Regions from separate parts of the Mus musculus genome. Here region 1 is linked to region 2. The links are chromatin contacts, called in public Hi-C maps. All regions are on one chromosome and are shown on one strand. Each heading gives the region's core, a stretch centred on a gene start, on an enhancer-like site or on the middle of the called end of the contact. The rest is flanking DNA. Distances are from core to core; before and after follow the strand shown.

Region 1 (7,433 bases), core at 3,363-5,862, 470 kb before region 2:
GAAGGGTCAGCCATGGTCCACAGTATACCAAATCATGCGGTCTTCCCCTCAGAGTAGCACAGTCAGAAGCTGACTCCCCTGCCAACAGGCAGCAGGGGACAGAAAGCAGTAGCTACATTCCAACCCTTACTAAAGAAAGGGCCACCAGAATCCACTTACCACAAGAAAGGAAGTACCAGGAAAAAGAAAAGGGGCAGTTGCCTCTATTGGTATCCTCCTCCCGACAGAGACCATCACTGGGCCTCTTTAGGAGTTCACACACACACACACACACACACACACACACACTCTCACACTCACAGTCATACACACACACTCACACACACACACACACACCCGCACATGCACCCACACCCACACAATACATGAATGCACACACACACACACACACACACACACACACACACACACACGCGCGCGCACGAATGCACATACACTCACACACGCACCCGCACATGCATGCACCCACACCCTGCTCACAAGTATGTCTGTATGACCCTTTCTAAGCTTTCCTCATTTCTTGGAAATGGATGAGAGAAAATTCAGCCCATTTCCTACGAACAAGCAGCTTTTTCCTGGTAGTTAAGGACTCTTGATTTACCTACAATGGTAAAATTTGAAAAGCTGTGACAATATTAAGTTTATACGATGCTCTATATGCATTTTCCACCGGCTATACTGAAACTGAAAGTAGTGGAACATTCCAGAAGCCCCATCAGAACCTTGCAGGACGTCACTATAAGGCCCATTTGGCCACTGCTTCTGCAGATGCAGAAGGTATAGCATGGTAGCGCCCATCCTTCCTAATACTGCGACCCTTTAACACAGTTCCTCATGGTGTGGTGACCCCCAACCATGAAATTATTTTCATGACTACTTCATAACAGTAATTTTGCCGCTGTTATAAATCGTAATGTAAATATCTGATTTGCAACTCCCAAAGAGGTCACAACCCACAGGTTGAGAACCGCTGGTTACAAACCCCAGAGCTGGTTCAACTGAAAATAACCCACAGTGGCTCTATCTTTTAAAGGCTTTATTTGCTGATAAAATATGACAAGATGCAGACATCAGTGATTTCTGGATTGGGAAACAACATAAGGAGCGCACTACAGAAACTCCAAGGAGAAGGAACCCCAGCCTGAAGGCTGAGCATTCTCTAGAGCTAAACAAGGAATGGAACCACACAGATGTTAGTGAGGTGGTCTTGTTTCTCAAAGGAAACTACCAAGAGAAAAGGGTACACACAGACACCAGTGTCCAAAAATTTATTAACAGCCTTCGCCTTGGTTTCCGTATCATTCATTTTAAAAGATTTGAAATGAAGTCCTGCAGTTGGCTTCAGTCACTGCAGAGTACAGTCTCCAATAGCATCACTCATTGGAGCATACCTTAGAGGTGACCACCACCGCTTCAAAGCTAACCCTGTGAAATCAAGAAGAGTATGTAGACCTAAGATTTGTATAAGGAGGAAGCTCGGCCAATCAGGTGGGATCTAGACTGCCACAAGTCACAGGTCAGACATTACGCAGGGCCACCAACTTCCTCCACTCCGTCCAGGCTCATCTCCCAACTCCCCTCTGCCTTCCTTGGTGGATCTGTGCCCACCAAGCCCCAACCAGAGAGAAGAGCCATGGACATTAGCCGTGTTTCAAGTGCCCGATCCCTGATCCAGGTTAGAGGACAGGAGCTTTCCCAGGTCTACAGCCTCCAGCCAGTACCACACAGATTGTCCCCTGAGCCCCCCAGCTGGTGATTAACTGATCTCCTGCCTGCAAGCCCTGACAGGAACCTCCCATGAAGAGCCAGACCAGACTCCAGTCTCCTCTAGGCAGAAAACATTTACAGTCTCTCCTTTAAAATCAACCAGTTGTAGCCACCACAATTTTTATTACTTATAAAAAAAGGCCAAGAACAGTCAAGTTAATTGGAATGTCTGAGTTACCACCTGTGTCTCCACAACATGCCAAGGGAGACGCAGGCCATCTGCAGACCAGAAAACAAACCGGAAGACGCAGAGAAGCCTGTGCAGCAAGTGTGGGTGATGCTAGGGGCTGAGCAGAATGGTGGATGCCCTGTGACTGGAAGGCACCAACCCTTCTAGTTCTTAGAATACTCAAGCTGGTTGTGCAGTACAACCGCAGAATGGAGTATTATGCAGTGATAAAAACAGACAGCATACCTGTATACCAAGCCCTGGCTGGTCCTTGACACTTAATATGCAATTCTAAAGAAGGCAGACAAAAAGGCAGGAGGCATGTGTATTATTCCACTCATATAAAATACTCAGGAGCTGAGGAGGAAAGGAGTGGGAAGCACGAGCCAGGGAAAATGGGGCTTCTTTATGAATACCGAGAAATCCCAGAAACAGAGTGCTGGTGTATGCACGGCCCGGGAGTATTCTAAAAACCACTGAATTGTACATTTTAAGTTTTATTTCTGTGTATGTATCTGTGTGTGTGTGTGTGCGCGCGCGCGCGGGTGAAGATACCCACAGAGGCCAGGCGAGAGCACCTGAACCCCTGGAGCTGGAGTCATAGGTGGCTGTGAGCTATGTGTCACAGGTGATAGAAGTCAAACTCCGGTCTTCTCCAAGAGCAGCAATGGCTCTTACCTGCTGAGCGATCTCGCCAGCCTGAACTGTGTGCTTTAAATAGATATGTATTATGGCATCTCAATTTAATATCAAAATAATATCTCAATTTAAGATGAGATATTTAAGAGAAGGCGTTTATCATTTGATGGTTATCTCATTGTCTGTCAAGAGACAAATGGGGGGACACTCTCCCACCTTCATATCATATCATATCATATCATATCATATCATATCATATATCACATCAAAGATGGGACAGGAGGGCAATCAGTGTAGGTCCTTGAGAACTAAGCTATTACCAAATGGGACTGTGGTCCCTGGGTCTCTGGGAGGACAACACAGTCTACCCTGGATGAGAGATGCTGTTGAAGGGGAAGGGGAGTTAATGGCTGCTAGGCTGCAAGGCTAAAGTATACATGGCTAACATCCTGGAGGAATGGTCAAGTCAACAGAACCAGGACTCATTCACATGTGCACCCTGCAGGCCAGGCTAGCCATCTGTACCTCAGCTCCTCCAGCTGGAAATGGGTGTGAAACCGCTCCCTCACCAGCTTTGCCCCATAAAGGATGAGTCAGCAAGATGGCTCGATGGACTAAGCCCTGGGACCATGCCTGACCCTGGGGTTGGACCCCAGAACCCCAGAGGAAGAAGCAACTCCACAGCTTGTCCTCTGACCTACAAACACTCACAGGTGAGGACACAATCAATCAATCCATGTAAAAAATTAAAAACCTTAAACAAACCATGGCAATGAAATCAAGGGGAATGTCACATAGTGCAGACAACTAAGATTTAGAGGTTTGGGGGTTTTTTTGTTGTTGTTTGTTTGTTTGTTTTTCCTCCTCTGACTGTTCCAGGGATTTAAAAACTACAGATCTCTTGAGGTGATGGGTGACCTGGGAGGTAGAGACACTGAGTGATAGGGTCTCGCTATCCTGAGACTTTAATCTCAATTTTTAAGCCACTCGGTTGTTGCTGATTTTTTTTTAATCAAAACTTTTCTTAATTCCTTCCTTGCTCTGTGGTTTGGGGCACACAAGGCAGAACTTTTTCCAAGTAGAGGCTCCTCCCCTTATTCTATTTCCCAGTTCCCCATGACAAAAAAAAGAAAAAAGAAAAACAAAAAAAAACAAAAACAAAAAAAAACCAGCCTGAACCCTTCAGTGGGAGAAGGATTTAACTCACTACAGTCTGACTGCACAGGAGCCCAGTGCAGGCGACCCAACCCCAGCTTCCTGCTCCAGCTCACTTCACAACCTTAGATGCCTTCTCTTCTGCAAGTTTCTCCCCTTGTCACATCTGAAAGGGGTCAGTGGCTCCATAGAGGTCTCCCCTTCCAAACTTTTATTGCCGGTTTCTGGCTGTGACAGGCTTGTAACAGTGATACTTTCTAACCCTACACCCGGGAACCCGGGGTCGGCAGTTCCTCTGGTTAATTCTGCACCAGGAGGAAGAAGCCCCGGGTCAGAACGGACACGTCTGACCTTCTGCAGGTCCCTCGACCCCCCTGCCTGCTCATCACTGCTGCCTCCGCCAGAGCTGCCTGCCACTCAAGTATCATCTTGCTGTAACAAATTACTCCTAACCCAGGATTACTGCTCTTTCCAAATCCCTCCTAGAGAGCAAGGAAATAAACATTCTCTCCCAGGACTCTGCCCCAGTTGTTCCCCTGCTTAGTAATCCCCAGCCCTCTTTGCTTCTCTTGTGCGCTTCATCTGGGAGGTCTACCAGGTCAGCTAGGCTATCCTGGCCCACTCCGCTCTCAGGCGTAAACTGAATGTCTCAATCATCCGCCGGGCACAGTTAAAGATGAAGGCGGGCTTTCTGTCCCCACCTCACGATGGCTCCCTCTGCCCACACGCTTCTATCTGCCTACAGACCCGGCTGCCCTGATGGCAGCCACTCGAGGAAGTCCACACTCCAAATTTCTTCCTACCAGTCCACGAGGATGAGCCCCAAGCCAGCTCATGCAGGCTAGTGCTGTTCCTAGGAAGCAGGGCTATGCTCCAGGGATGGACAGAGCATCTGGGGGCAGACTTAATGGGGCAAAGGGGCAGAGGCGGGGACTGAGTTACAGACTGCAGCCAGAAGTGCCCTTGGGTCCCCAGCCTGTGGCTTCCCTTCATAAACTAGCAGGCGATATTTTGAGCACAATAAGCTCATTGGGAAACGGAAATACAGTTCTGCTCATTTTCAAGCTGCCTCTGAAACACTGGGAGATTCCGGGCACTTGAGACGCGCAGGGTTGTTCAGGATTGTTTAATTGTATACACAGTGGAGCTAGTATGTGCCTAGGAGCAGAGGCCAGAACAATGGATCTTATAATCAAAGGGATAACAAGGAGATAAGGATCGCCCCAGCTGTTGTTAAGTGTGACTTTCAAAGAGGGGGCAGCACATGGCTGACACATGATCAACAAGGACAGAAACTTCCAGGAATAACCAAGACACAGGAGGAACACACAGCACATGCCCGCTTCCCCCAAAGAACAAGCCCCAGTGGGAGACGGAGAAGAGCTAGCACTGGGCTGTTGGACCAGAGGTCAAACTTCATCTTCTCATGTGTGGGTGGAGGCTGGCCTCTCTTTACTCCTGAGGACCATTGGGCCTCTGTAGGCCAATGTTTCCTCTTTCTTGATGGCTTGAGTCTTTAAAAGAACGTGGCTGGGAAAGCGGCAGTGACCATCTGAAGTTAACCACTTAGCCCATCAGTATGTCCTCTGCACAGGCAGGTTCAAGCCCAACAGCATCAAGATCAGTTCTTCCTCTCCCCCACTGCCCTCCCCCCGGTCTTCACTATTGACAGTAAGAGAATTTTCCAGGAGTTGGTTTATTTGTGATGCCAACTAGCCATGACCATAGAACCTGGCCTCGTGTACTTCCAGACCTCCCAGGGGCTCCCGAAGACAAAGACAGAGAGGGACTCAGGTCAAAGATAGCTTGGCCTAAGATCTATCTTTTAAACTATACAACATGGCTCCTGAGCTCTCTCCTTCAATCCAAACCACACACATACACACACACACAAACACACAGAGATACACACACATTCACACACACAGATACACATATACATATACACACAGGAGACACACACAAACACACACACACATAGAAACACACCAATCCCTTCTCTCTCCATCATGGAGTTGACTGACATAAAGTTGTAGAAGGATCATTCTGATTAAAAAAATATCAGTTAAGCGCCGGGCGGTGGTGGCACACGCCTTTAATCCCAGCACTTGGGAGGCAGAGGCAGGCGGATTTCTGAGATCGAGGCCAGCCTTGTCTACAGAGTGAGTTCCAGGACAGCCAGGGCTACACAGAGAAACCCTGTCTCAAAAACAAACAAAAAACCAGTTAAAACTGGGTTATGCACAGGCTCTGGTTTCACCTTCAGCACTGAGGAATTGTGGAGGGGGTTCCCTAATTCTGTCTCAGGTGACACAGCCAAATGGTGGCCCACACGTGCTCAGGTGTACAAGGGCCTCAGTGGGAATCTGGGGTGTATGGTTGGTACTTTTGGTACTTTTAGGGCCCTGGACACATGGCTTCACTTTGGCTAGCTTCTGGGCCCTCTCTGTAACAGAATTGTGGGTGGGAACAGAGCTCACACACAGGTGTTAGGAAAGAGCAGTCTACCTGCCCCTCCCTGAGACACGAGCCCGGTTCCTGAGCACACTCTCAGGTCTGGGAGAAATATTCATTAGGCATGCACATATAGAAAGTGGTCAGGCTGCCCAGGTTGTGCACCCGAGTAACAGACTGGCTGACAACCCAACACTCTGGCCCACATGCAAATGGGCAGGTCAGAAATTATTCCTTCAGTTACTTTCTAAGAGGTCTCACCTCCCCTCTCTCTTTCTGCCTCAGAAATGGGCTTAGCTTGGAGAATTCAGCACTGCCTAAGGTCCCCTCGTCACCTGAGTGAGAAAGCCCCTCTCAGTTTGCGAAGTTTAATGAGGTCCCAGCTGTCGAAATGGCAAGCACAGCCCAGTGCCTTACCTCCTGGGATGCAGGTAAGTTAGCATCATCCCAACCTGCAGGTCCTCCAGAGTCCAACCTGACTCAGTGCAGACACAGAGGCACAGAGTGTCACACGTGGCCACCGACTGAGAGGAGAAATGCTGCCTCAGCAAATTCTTCTGCATGACAATTCATGCAATGCCTTAACACCTGTGTGCCCAGGAACAGTCCAGGAGGCCATTTCTCACCATCACGACCACCATGCTGTCTCCTTGCTCCTGGACCACTGAGCCCTGTCCTTGTCTGCAACCGGATTAATTGGACTCACTGTTAGGAATCCAAAGCATAAAAAGGGACCCCGGAGCGTGCAGGCACTCAGAGGCAGGCTGGGTCCATCTACTTGCCTAAAAACCCTGACTGAATACCTAATCTAACGCATGCCAAATGCTGCAAGCCCAAAAAGCTGGATTCTTTAAGAGACATAGAAGGTGACCATGTAAAGGCAGGGAAGCAGAGGTTTCCTTGTCCGTAAAATGAGAATACAAACAAGTTGCCATCTCTGGAGGATCTTATAGAAATCAAAGGCTTGGCAAGGGGTCTGCTGTTTGGTGAGTGTTCCATAAATGCCAGCTATTATATTATTAGCTAGCTATTATATTTCAATTAATGTAATCAGCACCATCAGAAAATCCCTCGAGTTACTGCAAGATGCTAAATCATCTACATAGTAAGTACCAGATAGAGACACTGCACAGTGCCCCAAGGGGACAGAACACTTGCCTAGGTAAAAAAAAAAAAAAAAAAAAAAAAAAAAAAAAAAAAAAAGCCAACGAAAGCACCAAACACATTCTAGTTAACCAGCCTTCAACTC
Region 2 (6,987 bases), core at 216-2,715:
AACCTTGAAAGACCAAGCACTCCACTGTCGGCACTGTTAGGCATGGAGCTCGCTGCCCTTACAGAGCATGGAGATTGGCCCTGCATCTGAGCTGAAGACACAGAGGGACAGTGAAGTGCCCAGCAGCACTCAGCTGATTCACAGCCAGAACGCCAGTGTCCGTCCACAGTGTCACACTGCCTCTCGTGGCTCACGGCTTGTATGAAATAAACACAGGCTGGTTAAGGGTTATCTTTCAACTCTATAGCCTGGCTCTAAGAGAGTCATAGATAGATGCTACAGAGAGGGAGGACTTCATACTTTAAAGCCCACTAAGAAACATCCGGAATATCCACGGTCCTTCTTCTGCTGGTCACAACTGCAGGCAAAGGTTGCCTGCTGGCAGAGACTTGGGTATTGGTAAACACTGCACACGGCACAGCACAGCACCGCCCTCCAGAAAGAACGGTCGACTCAAAGTCTCAACAGGCCTGAGGTTGAGGAGCTAAACTCAAGAGAATGTCTATTACTACAGGTGAGAGAGAGAGAGAGAGAGAGAGAGAGAGAGATCAATCGATCATGCCTCTTTCTGCCCTGAAAGAGAACCATCCTAGACCTACCAAAGCATTAGGCACCCAGGCAGGAATGCATTCAATATCCAGTTTACAGGACAGAGTACAAGCCAACAGCTGAGCTAGCCTTCCCCACCAGGTAGGTCTGACTGTCCATCTGCACGTGACAGTGGTGCTGAGGGAGACTGAGTCTTTATACCTTTTTTTTTTTTTTTGAGAACTGATAAAATTCTTTAGGCAAATTTGTACCTAATGACAACACCCATCCATACTTGGAGAAAATTCTTAAAGCTGCATGGATCCCATGAGGCCCAGGAAACATGAGCTAGAGCAAGAGCAGGCAGGCTGCCAAACATACACCGACACACCGGCACCCCAGGCTGGGGTTATGGCATGCTCACTCTATGAACGCTATCCTCTTCTCTAAGGCCCCTGCACAGAGTCCTACTGTGTTCCTCAATTCTCCCACCTATGATTGGCACCTCTTGCCACTTGCCTGTAACAGTTGCCGGGCCCCATTCATGACAGAACTGGAAAAGACAAAATGTCTTGATTTGCTGGCTGGGTAAGGAGGATGCAGAAGGACGCTACACTTTAGTTCAGAATTTGAGATGTTACCTATGGAAAGAGGTTTTGCAGAGACAGTGTGAAAAGCAAATCCAGTTTCCAAAGACCCCATCCAGAGCACCAGGCAGCCAGCTTCTAGCAGCCTTGTGCTCAGGAAGATGCTCTGAGATGCAGGGCACACTTCTGACTATGCTATATTTATAAACTGCTCAGGGAGAAAAGTCAACTTTTAATGCAAAGAGAATATCCTTGGATGGATTTGGTCTTGGAAATTTCTCTATGAAAATGCCACACCACGGTGTATTTTAACATCAGTGTGAGCCACACTGCCATCTATGGCCACTTCCCACTTCACTTCAGTCAGAAAGCCCGGCTTTGCTTTCTGACAGTTTCTGAACACTGCCAGAAGACAGGAAACCCTTTCAGGTAGGAAATATACTAGCAATGATCCCCACACCCCCAAGTGTGTCTTTCTGACTTTCTACATACTTCTGTAGGATCTACCTCAGGGTATAACAAACAACTCAAAAGCGGTCAGTTTAAAGATAAAGAATTCTTGGAAATGATAAGACTTTCTAGAAAATATCTCTATGACAACAAAGTAAGGAAAACACTTAAATGAATATAGTATGTTTCCAAATTAGGAAAATTATTAATGTGTTATCAAACTAAAAACAGCATTTGTTTAAGACACATGATACTATTTCTTTCCAACCTGAGTATTGTGGACTAAATTCTACTCAGAAATAGTTTAAAATTTTTCAGTTTAAAATTTTAACTACTCTGTCAATGATTTCTCAACTTTCGTGGTAAGACACATTTGGGGACCCTTTCACAGGGGTCTCCTAAGACCAATGGAAAACACAGATATTTACATGACGATTCAATACAGTAATTACAGATATGAAATATCATCGAAAACCACTGCATGGAGAACTGTATTGAAGGGCTACAGTGTTGAAAAGATTGAGAATCTGATGATTTAAATTGCTATCCTAAGCTCTGGGTAGTGTAAAGTTAAAGATGTTCTGACCTGGCTACACAGAGGACTTTCAGTTGTTCCCTAAAGAAGAAGCAAGCAAGCATCCAGCAATTCTGCTGCTGGCTTGTAGGTAACGTTCCCCACGCCGGTGCACAGCATCATCATTTGGAACCAAGTGGATTTTCCCTTTCTTTCTATTCCAAATTCACTCGGCTTTCTGCCAAGAGAAAACAGACACAGGAGGCAAAGAGCAATTCTGTTAAGATCAATGAAGATGTTGGCCATAACGGAATCCCATTTATCCATCACATCCGTACTTCTGTTTCTCTGATTAGAGATTACTAGCAATTTCTTTACAATTCTTTTACAAAATTAAGTTACAATCCATCTTTCAAGACTTCACAGAGTAGAAAAAAAGTGTGTGCACTGTATGTGTTCTCATGCATGCACCTGTGTATAGTATACATTATTTGTCCTGAATCCAGAAATAGCACAAGCATATGTACATATACAGAGAGTCCTGTGTTTCCTTTAAGAAAATGTAAGCCTGGCCCGATGCATTTGAAATAGCAGCTTTTAAAATGCAGTGTTCACATGAAGACACTATAGTGCACTGACTCTGGGTTCCAGGTCAAAGCCACAGTCAGTACTAGCTAAGAACTCACAGCTTGCCTTTGTTTTATCCAAAGCTCAACTGAGAATTTAAAATATTCACTTTGCCACCTAGAGAGAAAAATTATATATGCATATCTTCTTTGTTTCCTCCAACTAAAGATTATCATAAAACCTAAATATACCATAAGGAAATTAATTTTAAGGAAATTTCATACAATGTAATTATAAGATAACAGGGTTTTTTTGTAATTAAAATTTTTATTTAAAATCATTTTAGGGTTTTAAAAGCAAAAAGAAATTAAAATTAAACTCAAATTCACACAGAAAAAAGAACTTCCCTGTTTTAGGTGCAAAGCTACCAAGTGACCCAGCACAAGCTTCTAATCCAAACGGGGCTGGGGCTTTGCCTAGCTCTCTGTCTTAGCTTCCTACATCAGCTACTCGGTTCCAAATTCACAAGTATAGAGAATCACTTGAGGAGCTGCCCTAAAAAAGCCATCACAACAATGTACAAATCACACCTACACCAATACAGTCACACGTGTGTGCGCAGAAGACCATCTGGTGTCAGGGATGTTTAAAGATACCCAGATCCCAACATGCAACAAAGGCAGGAGACCAACTTTGTATTTTGTGCCCAGAATATTTTAACCAGCTCCAAACTCTCATTGCCCCAGTGGGCCCTGCTAACCTTCCAACCTGTCCTGCAGTTTATCCTGGTCATTCAGCTGACTATGTTCATCTCTCAAACCCCTTCTCAAGGCTCAGTCTGGACGCCAGTTCCCACAAGGCACTTCTCTCAAGCCCGTCTGCAGCCATCATGCTGGGCTGGATGCTTCTCTGTATTTTCACACACTCTCCTAATGACCACCCCTCAATTCTGCTTACCACAGGATTACAATCACTAAGGCTATAATCAATATGAAAAGATGCAAATTTGGGGTTGAGGCTATCGATCCCTCGCTAAGTGCTTGTCTCCCACCTGTGAGGCCCTAGGTTTAGCTCCCAGTAGCCCACACCCAAACCAACGGCAGCAAATGGTTGAGAAGTTTCACATCTAAAGCTAAATTCAACGAAGCAGCCAAACATTACCAGCTTATAAGTTCTCTTACGTAGCTTCCCAATTTTCCCTTGAAATATGTGCTTTACTGTCGGAACCGGGCTCAAGTCATGTTGTTTCTGTTTCAGAACAAATTCTCAACAGATGGGAGGGAAATTCGGTAGCTTTTAAACTACCGGGCTATTTGGTTGTTGGCTTAGGCATGCTAGCATGAACTCTGCTCATGTTAATGACAATTTTTAGGGAAAAACTACAGACTCCTTTTCTGCCTCTAGTTACAACACTAACTTCTGAAGGTTTCAGGGAAGTCAATTATTAGAAACTAGAGAAAGAATAGGAAAGAAAGCCAAAGACACTGCATGTGTATTTTGAACTCCAGATGAAAACTTGGCGCAAAGACAATTCTAAAGAGTAATAAAATGCATACGATAAAAAGGCATAAAGTATATAATATCATAATTTCTCTACCTTTAATTCTGCCTCTACTCCCACAAGGTCAAGGAGAAAGCTTGCTTTCTGTTCCCACAGATTAATTTCTAAGATGTCTTTTACAAAACAAAATGTACTGACATACAAAAGCAACCCAAACACGAAGGCCACGTCTGCGAAGGCAATGGAAGACTGAGCGCCTCCTTCCTTTGTGTAAGCTCTGGCAGCTCGGCCCCTGGAGCCCTGAGGAAGATGGTTTACAGTTTTTAGGATTTTCAAGGATCTTCTGACCTTGAGATACTTTAACCTTTAAATTCTTTAATTATAGGATTACGGTCTGTACACAGCGAACTTGCCGACTAAGACTTAATGCAGCTCTCCAAGTGCTTTTATACTTAACGATCCTATTGGACCTCCATCCTTCCCCTGTATGTGGGCAGAATTCAAAGGTTCATATCAGGAAACTAAAGCACGCATGCTGGAGGGCCCAGACCACAGGCCCTGTGCCTTCTCGCTATTTCCCACTTGTGTCTTGAAAACATGGTCCATGACCAAATTTAGCTCACTTAGAATATAAGAAAAAAATAAGGTATTAACTACTTCTAGCAACCTGAAACAATATTTACCTGATATTTTTGAAGTGTAAATAAAGCCTCTGAATAGAATACCTGAATCAGACCATATTTGCAATGACTACCCCCGAGCCACATTCCTTCAGTAAGGAAAAGAAAGCAAAGTTTAAACTTCACTGAAATAGCACCTATAAACCTGTAGGTTTCTAACTGAGAGATGGAAACTTTCCTCTTCCTATGTGTAGTTCAAATATCATGTGACCGCGAGTATGACCCCCCCCCCCACACACACACACACACACACGCACACACACACACACTCTCCTTCAGCTGAAATGCATTTGTAGGTGAAGTAAGAGCACCACGAGCCGGGGAGAAAAGTGTGGGCGTGCGCTTCACAGACAATATGCAGCTGCCTTAAAACATACAGTGAGTCCACAGAGTGAAAAACACTAAAGAAGAGGAAAACCAAAACTTGTTCGCTGGTGAGTATGTGAAGAGGCAATGGATGTTCAGTCGTAAAAGTCCCAACAAGCAAACCTTAGAGGAGAGAAACATCAAGGAAGGGAATCTGCGCTTCCACTTTCCACAGAGGTCACTTTAAGAAACTGGCTAAATGTGTTATGAACTGGATGGTTCACAACAAAACCAAGCCTGAGGGAAAAAATAAAACTCTTAAATCAATTTCACTCCATATTTTAAATTTCTTATACCCTTAAGTATGATTTTTTTTCCAGCCTCCGAAGGACACAAACTCAAGCCAACTAACAAACAAAAATGAAACTATTTTTACACGTGGTCCACTACCCACCAGGTTTATACTAAGTTGAAATCAATAGCAAAGTCTGGCATGGTCCATCCGAGCCCTACTTTAACGCCTTGTATAAGCAAACTTAAAATAGTTGACAGAACGCACATCCTCAGCTACTATTGCACAGCTTGAAAACCTCCCCCTGGAGATGAGATCTGGCACAGTCCCCATCAGCACCAGCTGAATGCCCTGAAAGGCTGTGAGCAAAGTCAAAAGTGCCTAACCCACTTTAAGCTGTGCTCTGAACCTCGCCGGCACAGAACTGGATAAAAGACAGTAAGAATAGCATGAAAAGCAAGTCAAGATTCACGGAGAGAGAAACGAGATGTCAAAACCGTTATGTATCATTTCAAGTTACCAACTGATTTTAGTTTGGCAAAGCACAAGCCTGGCGTGTCTTATTCAAATATTGTTGTAGCCCTAGGGCCTAAGTCTGAAATATCTAGTTCAGTCGGTAGTGTTATATTATACAGCCATGAATTTCCCTTGAGCATAAACTTTAGGAGGGCAACGAACAGAGGGGAACCGGTTTATTATGGAGTCATCACCTTGAGGGTTTTGGTTTCTTCGGGAAATATCGTTGCTCATTGTCATCTTCCCCCCTTTGATGCTGGATGCACTCAGAGAGGACATTCATTTAGAAATGAATTAGCTACTGTGATGCCCAAGGAATTGTGGGTCATACCTGAGAAATGAGTGCGCCATGGAGAAACCAAGTAAGGCGCGCACAGTGCTCATCGATGCCAGGGAGGCTGAGCAGCACACAGACGAGGACCGCACAGTCTCTGGCCGTCCATCTGAGGGGCCACGTGACTTCTGACCGCACAGTCTCTGGCCGTCCATCTGAGGGGCCACGTGACTTCTGACCACGAGACAGTGTGTAAGCAACCAGGGGAAAGTTTACTATTTATGAGTGAACAGTTTAACATTAGAACAGAGATGGCTTTTTGACTATGGCAATTAGCTTCTTCATGTTCCAAACACCAAGTAACATTTTCCCATTAATTTTTAAACCAATGTGGCTTTAACTTAAAATAAACTGTACATCAAAAGAATGGAAAATAAACAGCCAGGAACACAATTTGACGAATTGGATTTATTTAGTTTATTTATCTAAACAGGGACCATTGGATCTCTTTAATAGGCTGACAGTTGCACTGGGCTGGTTAATAAAACATTCAACACAGTGTCTTCAGCCAATATAGAAATGCAAATCCCATCAGAAATATTTTATTCATGAGGCAGTAATTTCTGTTACTACCATAGTTGCTTCCTTCCTTCCTTTTCTTTCTTTCTTTTCTTTCCTTTTTTTTTTTTCTAATGGCACTCTGCAAACAAACAGTGCCATCTAGTGACCAATGAAAAAGTCAAGTTTGTCACAGGCTTATAGTTAAGTCTGG

Evidence for each region. Hi-C and Micro-C count contacts between places; a contact is called where the count stands out from the background.
Region 1: a contact with region 2 is called in a Hi-C map of the N1E-115 cell line, with 3 times the contacts expected there. The contact joins two enhancer-like sites. A contact is called at or near these places in 1 of 15 datasets of contacts at CTCF or cohesin (large pre-B cells), 2 of 484 Hi-C or Micro-C datasets (the N1E-115 cell line and embryonic fibroblasts), 1 of 115 datasets of contacts at active chromatin or transcription factors (astrocytes) and 1 of 9 other capture datasets (embryonic stem cells).

Annotation. Positions count from the first base shown.
Region 1 is chr19:55,804,285-55,811,717 of GRCm38.p6, reverse strand. All of the region lies in intron 4 of Tcf7l2 (transcription factor 7 like 2, T cell specific, HMG box), which reads right to left. Among named protein-coding and RNA genes, the nearest start is that of Gm31734, 65 kb to the right of the region's middle. Within about 2 kb of position 4,612, at least 47 of the 459 cell types and tissues checked have an H3K27ac peak or open chromatin away from gene starts, as enhancers often do. A contact at or near this core is called in the N1E-115 cell line, where this site is marked.
Region 2 is chr19:55,336,044-55,343,030 of GRCm38.p6, reverse strand. The region is part of intron 3 of Vti1a (vesicle transport through interaction with t-SNAREs 1A); the gene reads right to left. Among named protein-coding and RNA genes, the nearest start is that of Vti1a, 23 kb to the right of the region's middle. Within about 2 kb of position 1,465, at least 16 of the 459 cell types and tissues checked have an H3K27ac peak or open chromatin away from gene starts, as enhancers often do. A contact at or near this core is called in the N1E-115 cell line, where this site is marked.